Regions from separate parts of the Mus musculus genome. Here region 2 is linked to region 1. A link is a contact called in public HiChIP or PLAC-seq data. All regions are on one chromosome and are shown on one strand. Each heading gives the region's core, a stretch centred on a gene start, on an enhancer-like site or on the middle of the called end of the contact. The rest is flanking DNA. Distances are from core to core; before and after follow the strand shown. Region 1 has its middle 61 kb from the start of Gm22013. Region 2 holds the start of Ripor2 (RHO family interacting cell polarization regulator 2).

Region 1 (7,896 bases), core at 2,250-4,749:
CCATGAGCATGAGAGATCTTTCCATCTTCTGAGATCTTTGATTTCTTTCTTCAGAGACTTGAAGTTCTTATCATACAGATCTTTCACTTCCTTAGAGTCACGCCAAGGTATTTTATATTATTTGTGACTATTGTGAAGGGTGTTGTTTCTTTAATTTCTTTCTCAGCCTGTTTATCCTTTGTGTAGAGAAAGACCAATGACTTGTTTGAGTTAATTTTATATCCAGCTACTTCACTGAAGCTGTTTATCAGGTTTAGGAGCTCTCTGGTGGAATTTTTAGGGTCACTTATATATACTATCATATCATCTGCAAAAAGTGATGTTTTGACTTCTTCCTTTCCAATTTGTATCCCCTTGACCTCTTTTTGTTGTCGAATTGCTCTGGCTAGGACTTCGAGTACTATATTGAATAGGTAGGGAGAATGCTGGCAGCCTTGTCTAGTCTCTGATTTTAGTGGGATTGCTTCCAGCTTCTCTTCATTTAGTTTGATGTTGGCTACTGGTTTGCTGTATATTGTTTTTATTATGTTTAGGTGTGGGCTTTGAATTCCTGATCTTTCCAAGACATTTTATCATTAATGGGTGTTGGATTTTGTCAAATGCTTTCTCAGCATCTAACAAGATGATCATGTGATTTTTGTCTTTGAGTTTGTTTATATAGTGGATTACATTAATGGATTTCTGTATATTAAACCATCCCTGCATCCCTGGAATGAAGCCTACTTGATCATGATGGATGATGGTTTTGGATTCAGTTAGTGAGAATTTTATTGAGTATTTTTGCATTGACATTCATAAGGGAAATTGGTCTGAAGTTCTCTATCTTTGTTGGGTCTTTATGTGATTTAGGTATCAGAGTAATTGTGGCTTCATAGAATGAATTGGGTAGAGTACCTTCTGTTTCTATTTTTTGAAGTAGTTTGAGGAGAATTGGAATTAGGTCTTCTTTGAAGGTCTGATAGAACTCTGTACTAAACCCATCTGGTCCTGGGCTTTTTTTGATTGGGAGACTATTAATGACTGCTTCTATTTCTTTAGGGGATATGGGACTGTTTAGGTCATTAATCTGATCCTGATTTAACTTTGGTACCTGGTATCTGTTTAGAAATTTGTCCATTTCATCCAGGTTTTCCAGTTTTGTTGAGTATAGCCTTTTGTAGAATGATCTGATGGTGTTTTGGATTTCTTCAGGATCTGTTGTTATGTCTCCCTTTTCATTTCCGATTTTGTTAATTAAGATACTGTCCCTGTGCCCTCTAGTTAGTTTGGCTAAGGGTTTATCTATCTTGTAGATTTTCTCAAAGAACCAGCTCCTGGTTTGGTTGATTTTTTTGAATAGTTCTTTTTATTTCCATCACCCGTTTTCTTAAGATTCAAACAAATGTGTTCAAAGAGTTGTTTGAGCACACTGATGGCTGTCAATCACCACAGGGCACGAGTTACAGAGGGCATTGTTTTTCTATCCAAAGCATAGGAAAACAGATTAAGAACATTAAGAGAAACAATTAAGCAAGAAAAGAAAGAGACTTGGCTGCCTAGGAGTGCAGGCTACCTTCCATCTGGAAGTTTTTCCTTCCATACAGAGCCCACTGCTCCTGGGACAGCCTGTGGGTAGCTTATGTATTGTCAGAACCCAGAGCTAGCTCTGTTGAGACCTTTCTCATTGCCCCCACACATGCCACCTCCCTTTCCCCACTACATCAGTTGGTGGCCCTGCAACTTGAGCCCATTTGCAAACCACTCAAAGAATGTCTTAAAACAAATGGTAGATTCAAGAGGTCTGGAGCAGGCCCTCCAGCTGCCACAGATGCTGGCTGTAGGGCCCACACTCTGAGAGCACTGCTCTAGGGCAAGGTTTGTTTTGAGACTCAAACGTGGAAGGAGATTGCCCTAGAGTCTTGCTAAGAAACACTGTTACCTAGCTAGCCTGTTATTCTCCAGGGAGGCTGCTTTACCCCAAAGGCATATTAGGACATATCTGAATGTATTCAATTGTAAAATTGTGTGTGTGTGTACACTATAGATTGCCATTGTCATCTGCTGAACTGAAACCAGAGATTCTTTGAAACATCCTACAGTGAAGATGTAGGCCTTCATGAATAGGTGGACTCAGAAACAAAAAATGACAGCTTTGTGACACTGTCTTAGTTAGGGTTTTACTTCTGTGGACAGATACCATGACTAAGGCAAGTCTTATAAAGGACAATTTAATTGGACTGGCTTACAGGTTCAGAGGTTCAGCCCAGTATTATCAAAGCGGGAACATGGCAGCATCTAGGCAGGCATGGTGCAGAAGGAGCTGAGAGTTCTACTTCTTCATCTGAAGGCAGCTAGTGGAAGACTGACTTCCAGGCAGTTAGAGTGAGGGTCTTAAGCCCACGCCCACAGTGACACACCTACTCCAACAAGGCCACACCTCCTAATAGGGCCACTCCCAGGGTCAAGAATATACAAACCACCACAGACACTCTGATCTAAACCAACCAATTTGGAGACCATGGTCATTTACACTGTGTGGAGTCTACAGTTTCTTGAGAACCAAGACTCTATCTACACAAAATACTATTCCCTTCTCACCACTTCCCAGTGCCCAGCTCAGTGTTTACTATACAGTGGGTACACAAGAAAAGCTGTTTATAGTCAACACTTGGGTCATTTAAACTCCAGGGTCTCAGTATTCACCACGCATTAGAATGACCAGGTAGTTACAAAGCGGCAGGGATTGATTCTGAGTTCATTGAACTGTACTCTGACCAGAGCTAGCAACCCTCACACTGGGAGCCTGGAGGCTCCTCATGTGAGAATGCAGTGAGCAGAGAAGACTGGAAACCCCTGCAACCCGAGCCTGCTAGTCACTCGTCTAGAGCAGAAGATACAGATTGTGACACACGTGACTGCAGCTGAAGAAAGCCTGCTCTAAAGTAAGCTAGGCGTGTGTAGTGCCAGTCACCCCTGTGCCACCGTGAGTTGTGGATTATGTAATGGACCAAGAACAAAGTCGAGAAGCTGAAAGACGGCACCTTCCAGAGCGCCACAGTACAAGGAAGAAGTCAGTTGTGAATGGCACAGTAAGATGCTGTGATGGGCACATGTATAGCATACCAGGGTCACACAGAGGAAGTATCACAAGAGAGGAAAAGAATTACCCTGGGTGGGGGTGGGGAGGACAGTTAGGTAAAGGTTCCTGGAGGTGACGTTCTCTCAGCTGGGTGTTGCTGGGTAAAGTCAAGTGTGCAGGCATGAGTTGGATTGGCTGGTGTTAAAAGAGTCAGAAAAAGTGGGGGAGGGGTGAGCAGGATACTGGTGAAGCCGTTCATGAAGGGTTTTGTGCATTAAGTTTGAATGGTATGGGACGGGAAGGCCTACCCACAATGCTTGCCTGTTATAAACGATGTTTAAGTGGAGAACTGATTGGCATTTACTGGATACCCTCACCCTGGCCATGCTTGAGTCATAACCAAGCAATGAACAGGGACACTTTCAGTTACAGTCTAGGTCTCCTGGCTGTGCCAAGCCAGTGCCTGTGACAAGCACCCTCAGCTGGCTTCTCTCCTGCTCCAGGGCTCCAGAGTTCAGAGAATAATGAATTATACGGAAGAATGCAGTGGGCTCCAGAGATTGGCCTGGCTGGCCAGAGCCTGCCCTGTGGTCCTCTCTGTCCTCCTGAAATACCACCACTGGCTACAGCAAGACTGACCCCACTAGACCGTTTCTTTCCTACCATTTCTCCATTCCTGGAGATGGACCCTTTGGATCAATTTGTTGTCTCTTTGACAACCCTCACTACTTCGGCCCTACCTCCTATGCAGCCACATCTACCTCCTTGAGTACCTCTCTCTGCACTCTGCCCCATAGATGGTAAGTGATAGCAGGGCAGGAGCTGTGGAGCTGGAGACCCCATTTGCAAGCTCAAAGGCCAGTCCATAGAAACCATGCAGAGAACAAATTGGAAAGATAGGGAAGAGAGAAAGGGGAGCCCCCTCCCCTGCATTCTGAGGTAAGGATTTCAGTTCAGGTGAGATGAGGTGTGGCCGCAGTTGGGTCAGGATCATTCGTTCATCTGGGGTCAGGGCCATTGGTCATTAGCACTGGCCTAGAACTCAATGCTCTACCCCAGGCTCCAGAACCGGCACATTTTAGTTAGTGCCTGTCCTATCATGCTCACGAGTCCCCTCAGTGTGTCTCTTCTTCCCCTTCCTTCAGTCTCCTGTTCTTCCCTACTCTACAGTAGAAAGTATAAGAAAGACAGTGGGGCTAGCGAGCCGCTGTGGCGAGTGGACCAGAACATGTCTAACCTTTACCTTAAAACCAAGTTGTTACATAGGGAAAGTTTGATTTTACATTTGCGTGGGGAAAAAAAAAACAGAAAAGAGTAGGGATGTCCACTGCTGATGAAACTAAGCTTACTCTATGCTGCTCAAAGTGTGATTCATCTGCCTTTGAATAGAAATGTGACAGATAACCATTTGTGTTCTTAACCTTTAATCCCACACTGAGCCAGACAAAAGGTATGGGCACAGAGATGTCCTTGGGGCATTATCTCAAGCACTAACTACAGACAAGTTAAATCCTAATAGCAGAAGTGCTTGCTTAAATTGGGGCATGTCAACAAAACTCAGCATTAAGACCCATTGATGCGTTTTATAAAGCCAAGGATATGTTTTTTAGAGCACAGTATGGTGGGTTGGGAGAGGGCACCTCAGCGGGCCCATGCTGAGGCATCCCTTCCCCCTAAGGTACCAGCCCCAAGACAGGTCTAGTATAGAATAGAGTTTATTTGGGGGTGGGAAAGGGCGATGAGAAGGGAGTAGAAGCAGAGAAAGGGAGGGGACAGAGAAGGACAGAGAAAAAGAGAAGAGGCCAGTTGGGAACTCATGGAGAGATGGAGAGAAAGAAGAGAGGGAGAAAGGGGTCAGAGAGAGAAAGGGGAGAGAGGAAACAAAGGAAGGGAGGGGGAGGAGGAGGGGAGAGGAGAGGGAGGAGGGAGATGGGGGAGGGAGAGGGAGGCCAAACCTTTTTATAGCAAGCCAGGCCTACCTAGCTGTTGCTAGGTAACTGTGGGGTGGAGCCTAGAAAGAATGCTAACATCTTTGCAGGGTGTTACACTTAAGTAGAAACTAAATTTCTTAATCAACTAAGACTGTATTCTGCTGCAAGTGGCAATCTGACCACAGGGATGCTAACAGAAAGAGGTTATTTTCCCATAAAATAAGAAACCTGGTTTATAATGTTGGCCAAGGGCCAATAGCTCTGCCATTCTCTTGAGAGCTTCATCATAGCTACAGAATACTTCAGTCATTGTGTCTAGGTGCCACAAAAGATGGCAGAGCAAGAGGCACAGGCAAGAAGGCTTTCCCAGAAACCCCTTGCAGACACCCTTCTGTCCTGCCACAGTAAACAGATACCGGCCAAAACCCACCCCAGCTGTAAGGGACAACAGGGACAACAGGCAACAGGATGAGCGAATCAGTTTGCTACCTTAGGTTCACCACTTGGCACAGGGCACATTGCCCTTGGAACAAAAATAGGCAAGAAAGAAGAAATGGAGAAAAGAACCATATTTCACACAAGACAAAATTAGGTTACAGCTCAGATCTGGAGTGTGTGTTCTGAAAGCCTCATGGTTTAAAGATTTGGTCATCTGTCTGGACACGATGGGGAGGTGGTGAAGACATCAGGAGCTGGGGTAGTCTCTCCCTCCCTCCCTACCTCCTTCCTTCCCTCCTTCTCCTCTTCCTCTTCTTCCTCCTCTTCCTCCTCCTCTTTCTTCTCTCTCTCTCCTCTTCCTCACTCCTTCTCAGTACCATGAGATGAAACAGCTTTTGCCCTACCACACACTCCACTGCAAGACATCCTGCCTAGCCACGGCCCCCAAACCTATCGATCCAACCATAAACCAAAACCTTGGAAACCCTGAGCCAAAGTCAATCTTCACTTACCGTTTTTATCCCCAACCTTTTGTCACACCAGTGCAAGCTGACCGATCCCGGCACCTAGGACCACTGCTATGTGAACCTAAGTGTGTATCTGAGTGAGGTTTGGTTAGCAACGATGCTACATAAGGGTGTTGTCCTGTAGGGTGGCCTGTTTTCCCCCACATTTTCTCTGGTGTTTCCAATAGAGCTTCTAAAAGGGAACTAGGCCTTTGGTTTGGAATCAAACGCAGGGGATTTCTTTATATATGTTCACCATAACAGAGAGGGAGGGAGGGAGGGAGGGAGGGAGGGAGGGAGGGAGGGAGGGAGGGAGGGAGAGAGAAAGATAGGGAGAGAGAGAGAGTTAGTTCATTTCTCAAAGCTAGCAGTTGATTCCCCCTCCCCCATAAAGTAACTGTTCTTTTCAACCTGAAAAAGAAACTACATTTATATAACTAATTATATTTGCTCTCCAGATCCCCGTTTTGCAGTTGTGGCTCTTTAGTTGTGGTCTTAGAGCTCCCATTTGCGTTCTTCATAGGATGGTGGCCAAACTCTCCTCTTAACACCTGTCTCCTTCTTGCCAGTCAGAATGTGGATGTGAAAATGTTGATCAGGCTTACTGCAGGTCTCTAGGAGAGCTGTAGCCCAAAGCCCCGCTAGGCTCTAGCCAAGGTTTTTGTTGTTGATGGTGTTTGTTTTGTTTTTTGTTTGTTTGTTTTGAGGCAAGGTCTCACTGTCTAGTTCTGACTGACCCAGAACTCACTATGCAGAGCAGTCTGGTCTTGAACTCACAAATCTTCCCAGCTGCAACCAAAAGTTTTGAGGAGATTCCTGACTTGGTTGGGGGATGAGCTGAGTGATTCTAGAATTTCTTCTAACCCAGAGTTCTCACCTCTCTGGGTTGAGGTTGCTGCTATTTAAATGCAAATTCAAACAAATACAGAGGGTTTTTTTGTTGTTGTTGGTTTTTTTTTTTTCCCCCTTCCCTTCTGTTGATACTAAGGGATGGTTCTAACAATCTGAGGACTGGGCTCTAGGGCTAGAGAGACAGTTGAGATGGAAAAGTACTTGCAAACATGAGGACTGAGTTTAATCTCCAAAACTCAGGTATGGTGGTATATGCCTGTGATTTATTGGGGATGGACACGGGTGGATCCCTGGGGATCACTAGCTGCCAGAGCAGCCCAGTTGCCAAGTTTTCCAAGTTACAGACCCATGGCTTCAATGCATGCATATGCACCCCTCAACACACACACACACACACACACAAGTACACACACAAGCACACGGACAGGGGGGGGGGAGGAAGGAGGGAGGGATAGGGAGATGGGGAGAGAGAGGAGAGAGATAAACAGAGAGGGAGATGGGGAGAGAGAGAGAATAAATTTGAGTGTGGTTTGCCAAGTCTGTGGATAAGCAGAAGCATTCAGAGGCTCTGCATTTGGCTTGATAAGCACAAGACAGCTTAGGAACCCTGTGCACACACGCACGCTAGCGCGAGCGCGCGCGCACACACATACACACACACACACACACACACACACACACACACACACACACACACACACACACACACACACAGATACAGCAGAGGAAGCCTGCTTTTTTTCTGTCTCTCACTCCTCCCTGCTCTGCCTTCCCATCGGGTGGCTGCTGGTGAGACCCCATCCCTGCAGCCTTCATGGTACCTCTGACAGCACTTTAGTTATCTTCCGTGCCTTCTTTCATAGCAGCATGTGCTGGCTAACTATCTCCCCGCCCTTTCAAATTCCTTTCTTCCACCTGACATCTAGCTAAGGTGAAGATAATTAATCCGTGCTGCACAGCTGTTCAGACAACCCACAGGCATTCAACCTGGAAACTGTCTTCCATAATGAGTTCCTTCAGATGGAGGCACAGTAATGGGAATTTTAAGTCTGCTTTGCAGGAAACTAAGGTGGCAGGGTGGGGAGACATCTCCCGATTCCTAGTTCTGATG
Region 2 (7,896 bases), core at 3,180-5,679, 91 kb after region 1:
GTGTCCTAGGCACAGGATACACAGAAAAATTAAACACAGAAGGATCTGATAGATCCCAGGGAGAACATCAGCTTCACTTGGCAATGCCGGGCATTCCTCGGGCACATGCTGAGCTCTGAGTTACAGAGATGGAGTTCTAAATTGGGAAATCAAATCAAGCTTTCCTTGATTCTTCTGATGAACGGTGTATTTATCAATCTCCACCAGGCTCACTGGGCTGATTCTGTTAGCCAAACATCGGCTCAAAAATTCTCCGGAAGGAGAATGACACAGCCTTACTGTTTCGGAAAGGGAAACTTGTCGGTACTGCTGAAGTTAAAACACAGTTTCATGCTACCAAAAATAAAGCCGTTCCCATAGCACCCAGAGCACTTCCTCTTTCCTATGGCACACCTCACTTGCTCATCTCCAGGACCACCCCACCAAGCAGGTCGGGTTGCTGCAGTAGCCTTCCCTAGCCCACTACCTGATACTGTCCTCACCCAATGGTCCACTGATAGTAGCTGCCATTTTTATTTGTGAGTATTCTTGATGAGGAATGACGTGAGGGGGTGGGCTGAACTATGCTCTAAGGAACCATTCTTTTCTTTTTTAAGTCAACAAATTTTTACTTAAGGGATTTTGTATGTCGCTCTCTCGCTGCCTATTGAGGTCACGTGGCTCCTTCAAAGCAGAATTCAACATTTTAAGACAGCCCTGTTCTAAAAGCACTGATGCTCAATCCAGGCATGCAGTCAGCCCACATTTCCCTCATTTGAGCTTCTTCTGTTTCCACATGAGTGGAGAACATATTCATGAATTTAGAGTCCTCCATCTGAGATGAGAGAGACACCCATGACAGTGTGACAGTGCTAAGTGGTGACGGTATTCGTGACAAGGCTCCTACTTTGAAGGTGAAGCCTGGAGCTGAAGGCACGAGTCTTATTATAAATGGATGGAGTTTGTTTGGTTTGCTTTGTTTTACCAACATAGCACTGGCACAACCTACATACAGACCTGTGTGCAATATCATAGGAATGAGTGTGGTCTAGATTCCTTCGTGTTAAGAGAAGTGGAGTCTCAGAAATTGAGGGGGCAGATCATGTATCCTAAAGTGGACCATAAAGCAAATTGTTCCAGGAACCATTCCTTTCTGCCGGCATGAGGAAATGTAACTGTCTCCTAGTGAGGAGGTTCCCAGAGTACCCCTGCTTCCATGAACAGAACAGATCTGTGCTTCATTATTTCCCTGGGTAAAGTCACAAGAATGCCCTTGGCGGATAGGAATGCTCTGAATTCTGCTTAGGGAGCGGTAAATACACCACAAGAGAAAGTAGAAATAAGGAGAAATCCACCCCTTCAAGAATGGGGACTCTGGAGATCTCAGCAGAGACAGTAGGTGGAGATGCCTGCTGTAGAGCTTTGGACTGAGGTGCCTGGCTTCTTCTGTGTACTCTTAATTTGGTTGCCCTGACGGACAAATCACTTAACTTCTCTGGCATGTGAACCACAGGGCCCTATCAGGAACGAATTCTGTCTCGTTAGACCTATGATGCTCCGTCCATCCGTAACTCATGCTCATACCTGCTGTCTGAGGAGGATTTGTGCTAGGACCCATAGCGGCTACAGTCATCCAGGACAGATCCCAGTCCAAAGAGGAAACTGACCTGGGTTCAGGATCTACCCTTCCATCATATACACACTGCCTGGGGAACCAGCTCAAAGTGGCACTTTGCTCAACCCACTTCCTATTTATTTGCAATTTCAGTTCTGCCCCAGGTTGAGGAGTTGAGCCCAGGAAATGTAACACTGTTTGGAGCAATCACACTTCAGTACCTGCAATATTACTCAAGGTAGAGGTTCTAGGCATCTTGAGATCTGGCTGTTAGGAAGTTCAGAAGTGAGAGGACAGGAAAGGGACAAGGGGCCGGAGGGAATGGAGATAGCTGGGGGCTTTTTAACTGAGTGTGAATAAATGGCTGCTGCTATCTGGATGTGGGCAAAGGCTCTCCCGACGGAGATAAGCCAGGCTGACAAGGGAAAGGAAATGCTTGTAGACTCAGGAACTGCTTCAGAATGCAGTTATCCATCTTCCATCTGATAGGCCTGGGACACAGTGGGTAAGGCAGAAATGGTCCCTGCCCCGTGAGCTCACAGATTAGTGACAGGCAAAGAATGGTCAGCATTGGAAGACAAGTGGGGATGGAAATGATCACTGGGGACATGGATGTACTAAAGATGCCAGTGGTCTGCGATGACCCAGGAAAAGGCTGCGAAGGTTTGAGGAACCAGAGAGAGGCCCTGGAGATAGTGGAGATCTATAAAGGGTTGGCTCACCAGGATCTTGTTAGCAGTGGTGCTGAGGTTATGTTTCTTGTTGCTATGATCAAATACCTGGCTCCATTCGAGAGGATACTGACCATCATGGCCAGGAAGTGCTGGTGGCAAGTACCTTCTCTCCTTGTATTCGGACCAGAGCCCCAGCCCAGGAATGGAAGGTGCTATCCACATCTAAGGCCGGCCTTTCCACTTCAATTAACTTATCTAGGGAACCCTTTACAGACTGGTCCAAGGGTCTACTGCTTAGGTGAGTTTAGATTCGACCAACCTGATGATGAAGATTAACCATCACCAGCAGTGTGGACTTTGGGTTTTATTCTGTATTCCATATAGGGAACTGAAGCAGGATTTAAAGCCACAGAAGAGTCACATTGTGGTTTACAGGGTTGTTTTTTTTTTTTTTAAGGCCACTGTTTCTGCAATGTAGATAGACTATTGTCTATCACTGCCTAAGAAATCAACATACAGTCATTTAAAAGAACACACAGCATTAACTCACAATTTCCACTCGTCAGGAATCCAAGCCCGGCTTTGCTGTGTCCTCCAAAGGATGGGTGTGCCATGAAGAATGTCTCCCCACAAGCCATGTCTCTTTTTTGCATGAGCATCTAAAGTCGATGAGGCTGGGTCATCTTGGACAAGTTAGGCTAACTCTCTGTAACCTTAGTTTGCCTGCCTATAAAGTGGGAATCAAAATACTGAAAGGTTACAGCCAGGTGTAAACAGTCTAATGTCAGGGGATAAGAAGATCGCCATAAACTTACGTTTAGTTCTGTACGGATTGATGCATTAGGGACTTGCTTGTTGAGCAGAACACCCATGAGGAAACACACAGAGAGCTTGCTTGCCCTCTGTGTGCTAAGCTGTCACATGTGTAGTCGTAGTCGACGCTTTCCTCCTAGGAAGGAATGTCCACATGGGAAGGTGGCTTCCTGATGGGGAGTGTGTTGAGTTGAGAGAAGGGCATTGGAGAATGCAGCTGGCAAGGGTAGCCTGTCTGAGCTCCTCTCAAGCCATGGCCTCGTGGTCCAGGTGAGAGGCCTGTACAGTGCTCCTCCTTGGGTGATCCCTGAAGTCTGGCTGTATCCTTAGGTGGGGTGTGATTCAGCTGCTTGCGTTTTCCAGGTCTAAGGATGTCCAGGTTTCCTGATGCTGCCATAGACTCCTCTCCTAGCCTTTGTTGGTCAAGGTTTATACTTCTTGATTCTAATGTCCTCATAAAGTGACTAGGTCTCAGCTTGGAATGTGATGGATGAATTTGTGGGACACTTTGATTTTACATATTGTAAATACACAATTGTATGAGTAAGACAGTTTCCCTGAGGAGGAAACTGAGGCCTGGAAGACTGCCAACCTAAGGATGGACGCAGAGTCCACTCTTGGGCTCCAGGTCCTTAGAATACCCAACCTCATACTCTTCACTCACACACATATAATAGCCTAGTTACCAATGCTGACCTGGGATTTACTATATATAACCCAGGCTGGCATCGAACTTACAGCAGCCTTCCTGCCTTAGCCTCTTGAATGCCACCACACTCAGCTTCTAAAGGTCCTTTTTCTATGGAATGTTTCTGTCTGTCAGACCCACCTACATTTTATAGCCTTATGTATAATTCAAATTCACACCAAAAGAGAGGTTTCAAAGTCAAACAAAAGTCTTGCTTCTCCCTATCATAGTGAAACCTCTGTCGAAACAAGCCCTGGGTACTTGTACCCAGAGGCCCTCTCCAACCGGGCTTTTCAACATAACTCCTGCCTTGAGCCTTGAACTTCACTCTTCACCACTGCACACAACCCTCCCCCATCTCATCATTTGCAATGCACGGCCCTTTTTGAGATCCCCAAAGGCTGGCTGCACAGGCACTCTTGTCTCAGCTGAGATCTCCTCTAATGCTCCGTGTCCGGCTGGTCTCAACTCCCCTGCGGCGGAGTCCTTCTAAGCTGCGCCACAAGCTAGTGTCCCAGAGCCTGACGTGCAGGCAGACGATCAGCTGGAGGCAAGCACCCAAGCGCACCCTGAAGGAGTCGGGCTGAAGGGACCATCAAGCAGCTGTCTCCACCCGCCCTCCTCCCTCGCCCCCCCCCCACCGGTGACGCGCCAGCCCCCGCGTGCGCGCCTCCCCACCGCCCTCTCCGCTACCGCGCTCGCTCCGCTCTCTGCCACCCGCGCGTCCTCTGGCCCCGCAACTTCACCCGGCGCGGCGGCAGCTGGTGCGACGCCCGAGCGCTGGGGCCACGACTGTTACCCTCGGACCTTTCCCTGTTGGCTGGGAGGAACGAGCACCGGTGTCCGCGGAGCCGGAGGTGCACGGCAGCGAGGGGCGGTGCGTGGGTGCCGAGGTGGTACATGCCACCCGGTACTAAGCGTCTCCGGGCACTAGGAGCGTTCTCGGCAGGTAGGTGCACGCGCCTCTTAAACACATTCTCTGCGGCTGATTTTGGTTTCCACCGGCATGAGGTGGGTGTATGGAGGAGTGTCCTGGGCTTGAATGAGCCTGGCATATTAAGAAGAACCCTTGGGTGTCCGGGCTTCCTAGGTCCTGGCGAATCCGGGGAGCCTGATGTGGGCTGGGACGAGAAGGGAAGTTATTAAGGAAGAGGGGCCGTGCACTTAGCGCAGGCCGACCCAAAGGATGTCCCGCACTGTGGAAGGACCGATTGAGAAGGCTAGAGAAGCCTGTGGCACTACCTAAGGTAGGGGCTTGTCAGGGACAGGGGATCCCGCGGGTGGGATCGTGGATGAACCCTGGCTTCCGAAAGACTTCCGGGCACCCAGCAGCGATGGGTGATCCAGCTCAGAGGGAGGATCGCAATTTCCAAGGGCTTCATGTGCCTCCAGACTGAGCAATTGAGCTTGGCTGGGACCCAGCTGTTCCAAATTGGCCACGTGAAACCGGTGAGAATGGGGAAGAGGGCAAGCCAAAAGAAATGTGTTGTTTTTGATGCCAACCTGTGTTTGGAAAGACTGGGGTACGGGGTCACACTTGGGGAACACTCTAACCCTAGCAGGTGTCTGTGATATTGAACGTGCGCGGGGGGTGGGGGGGGGGTTCTGTAGTTCTCCCTCAGGCTATTTATTACCTCATAGCTCCCTCCCACAGTTTCCTGGATAGGGATGCAGACCCCTCGCTGTAGAAGAGGGCGGGCGTTGGAATTCGCTAAGCAGAGCCATTCAGGTGCGAGAATGACAGGACTGTGGACAGTCACAGCTCCTGAGTGAGAAAACAAGACGAAATCCTAGAGAAGCTAGCAATGTTTTTTGGGGAGTGGGGGTGGGGCAGAGTGGGATCCACAGCCCATAGGCTCTGGTCTGGGGGACACCTATATGTTGCATGAGTGACTGTGAAGAAATGTCAACACTTCAGCTGGGGGAACAATGTGATTGTCTTTAAAGCACACACACACACACACACACACACACAAGCTGCCTTTCCTCTCAGCTCCCCTTGCAAATATGAGCACCCGCCCATTGTTTCCTGACACAGTCATTTCTTCCTTCTTCTGTTTCGTTGTTTTTGATGTTAGTTGGTTGGATGGTTTTGTTTTGTTTTGGGAGAGTTTTCTGGGTCAGGTTTGCCTCGCTCCTCCTTCCCACCCTCACCCAGTATTCCTACTAGCCTACTTCTCTTAGAGCAGGCTCTGAGAGTCCCATTCATAAGGTTTAGCTCCACTAGAGCCTTCTATCTGCTGTTACAGCAAGAGAGGTCAGGGCACAACTCCTGCAAAGAACCAGCACCCTCAATCCAATCTCCAGCAGTTACCTGTAAAGTAGGCACCCTCGCTTTGCGGCAATAAATCTTAGGGCAGGGAGGGGGGTGTCTACTCAGTCCAACCTCCAACAACATCAGAGCTCCTGCTGACGTCCCAAGAGTGGAGATCCAGCCACAAGGTGGCCTTTGCCCTAGAAGTTAATGCGTTTGCCTGTCTAAAAGCTGACTGCACCCAACCATCTGAAAAAGAACATTGGAGAATATGTTTAGTCAAAACATAGCACATGTGTTGCTTTTCCAAAAGCCCCCTGATGGGTGTTGTTGCTCTCTTCCTCTGACACTCTGATGTGAGATGTTTTCACTAGGAATATTTTGTCCTCAATATAAATATAGAGACTGCCAAACCCGAGAGAGGGAAGGCTGTTAGCCCGGCCAGAGGCCTTGCCCGGAAGCCTGATTACCAAAACACAGGTTCTCTGACTCCTTTCCTTTTGTTGATTAGCAGAGAAGCAGAGAAGGGACTTGTCTGCTTTCAGGAGTGAATGCCCCAAGGAGGAGGTTTTTATGCCTATTGTTTGGATCTGGGGAACTACACCTATATAAGTGTCCAGGCTTTGGAATGGGGTCATGATAGGCGTGCTGACTAAATCTTCTGTCACTAACAAGAAACTATCCCCACCAGGATAGACCCTAGGACTCAGCTACATTATTAACCATGTGCCTCCTTCTAAATGAACCCAACCACTTCTGTTATTCTTTGTCCCTCCCTCCCTTCCTGCCCCTCCTCCATTCTGTGTGAATGTGTGTGTGAGTGTGAGTGTGTGTGGGTGTGTGTGTTCAGGTGTCTTCTTCTGTCAGTCTTCACCTTATTATTTAAGACAGTCTCACTGAACCTGAAGCTCATCAATTCAGCAAGATTAAGTGGCTGAGAGCTCTAGGGACTTCCCACTCGCTGCTTTCTTGGCCCTAAGATTGCAGGTATGCACTGCCATGTCCAGCTTTTTACGTGGGTACTGGGCATCAAATTGAGGTCCCCATGCTTGTGTGACAAGTACTTTACTAAATGAGCCATCTTCCCAGTCCCTCTTGTTACATTTTGAGCTCATTTTATTACACCCCACTTCTGTTAAGAGGACCCAAACAGAGAAGGGTAGCTATAGAGAGTAGACAATATACCCTTCAGATTTCATAGTTAATGATCAGAGCTTTCTTACAATGGTCCTTTGGGGTTAAAGAGTTTACAAACAAGTGCTCTATTCTAACATCAGTGCATTCAAGGGCTGGAAAAAAATTAAAATGCAGTTTTATTTTTATTCTGAAAAGAAGCAACAAGTCTGAAACCAGCCTCTTGCTTTCCTTGAGAGGAAGTAGGAGTGGAAGTGAAAGTCATTTAATCTGCACAATGGATGATCCCCAGGCAATGGCAGACTTGGCTTTCCATCTGGGCTTCCCTTGCCTGGTTCTGAGCAGGGGCTTCATGCTTGCAAACAGATCTTTTACCAGGGTTAGTCTCATCTACCAAGAAAAGCTCCTGGATGGTGAGGGGTGGGGGTGTACTGCTTGTGTTTGAGGCCATTCAACCAGAAAAGAATACCAACTGAAATCAGACAATGGGTCAAGGGAGTTGGGTGGGGGTGTGGGAGGAGCTACAGATAGGCAAGTGTTTGGTTCCACAAAGGCAGACCTCAGTGTGGAATGGTGTCTTCCATCAGTCCTCATGTAAACAGCCCACAATGGGACTGTTGGGAAGATGTGTTCAGAAAGGGGAAGGGATTATGAAACTGCACCTCTATATCCCAGCAGAGCCCCGCTGTGAGCTTCATTCCTCTAAGCTGTCATATTGTATTCAGTTTCTCCAGGCAGC

The links. HiChIP or PLAC-seq counts read pairs in DNA pulled down with a chosen protein or histone mark.
Region 2: an H3K27ac HiChIP or PLAC-seq map of double positive thymocytes shows a contact between it and region 1, with 2.9 times the contacts expected there. The contact joins the promoter of Ripor2 here to the enhancer-like site in region 1. A contact is called at or near these places in 2 of 484 Hi-C or Micro-C datasets (CD4 T cells and nephron progenitors), 6 of 115 datasets of contacts at active chromatin or transcription factors (CD8 T cells, double positive thymocytes, embryonic basal ganglia and 3 more) and 1 of 9 other capture datasets (adipose tissue).

What each region holds. Positions count from the first base shown.
Region 1 is chr13:24,544,067-24,551,962 of GRCm38.p6, forward strand. It overlaps a transcript of Ripor2 not described here. Among named protein-coding and RNA genes, the nearest start is that of Gm22013, 61 kb to the left of the region's middle. Within about 2 kb of position 3,500, at least 48 of the 459 cell types and tissues checked have an H3K27ac peak or open chromatin away from gene starts, as enhancers often do. A contact at or near this core is called in CD8 T cells, double positive thymocytes and regulatory T cell precursor, where this site is marked.
Region 2 is chr13:24,634,219-24,642,114 of GRCm38.p6, forward strand. It overlaps Ripor2 (RHO family interacting cell polarization regulator 2), which reads left to right and starts at 4,430. Exons shown (of 23, transcript NM_029679.2): 1 at 4,430-4,718. The coding sequence starts at 4,670.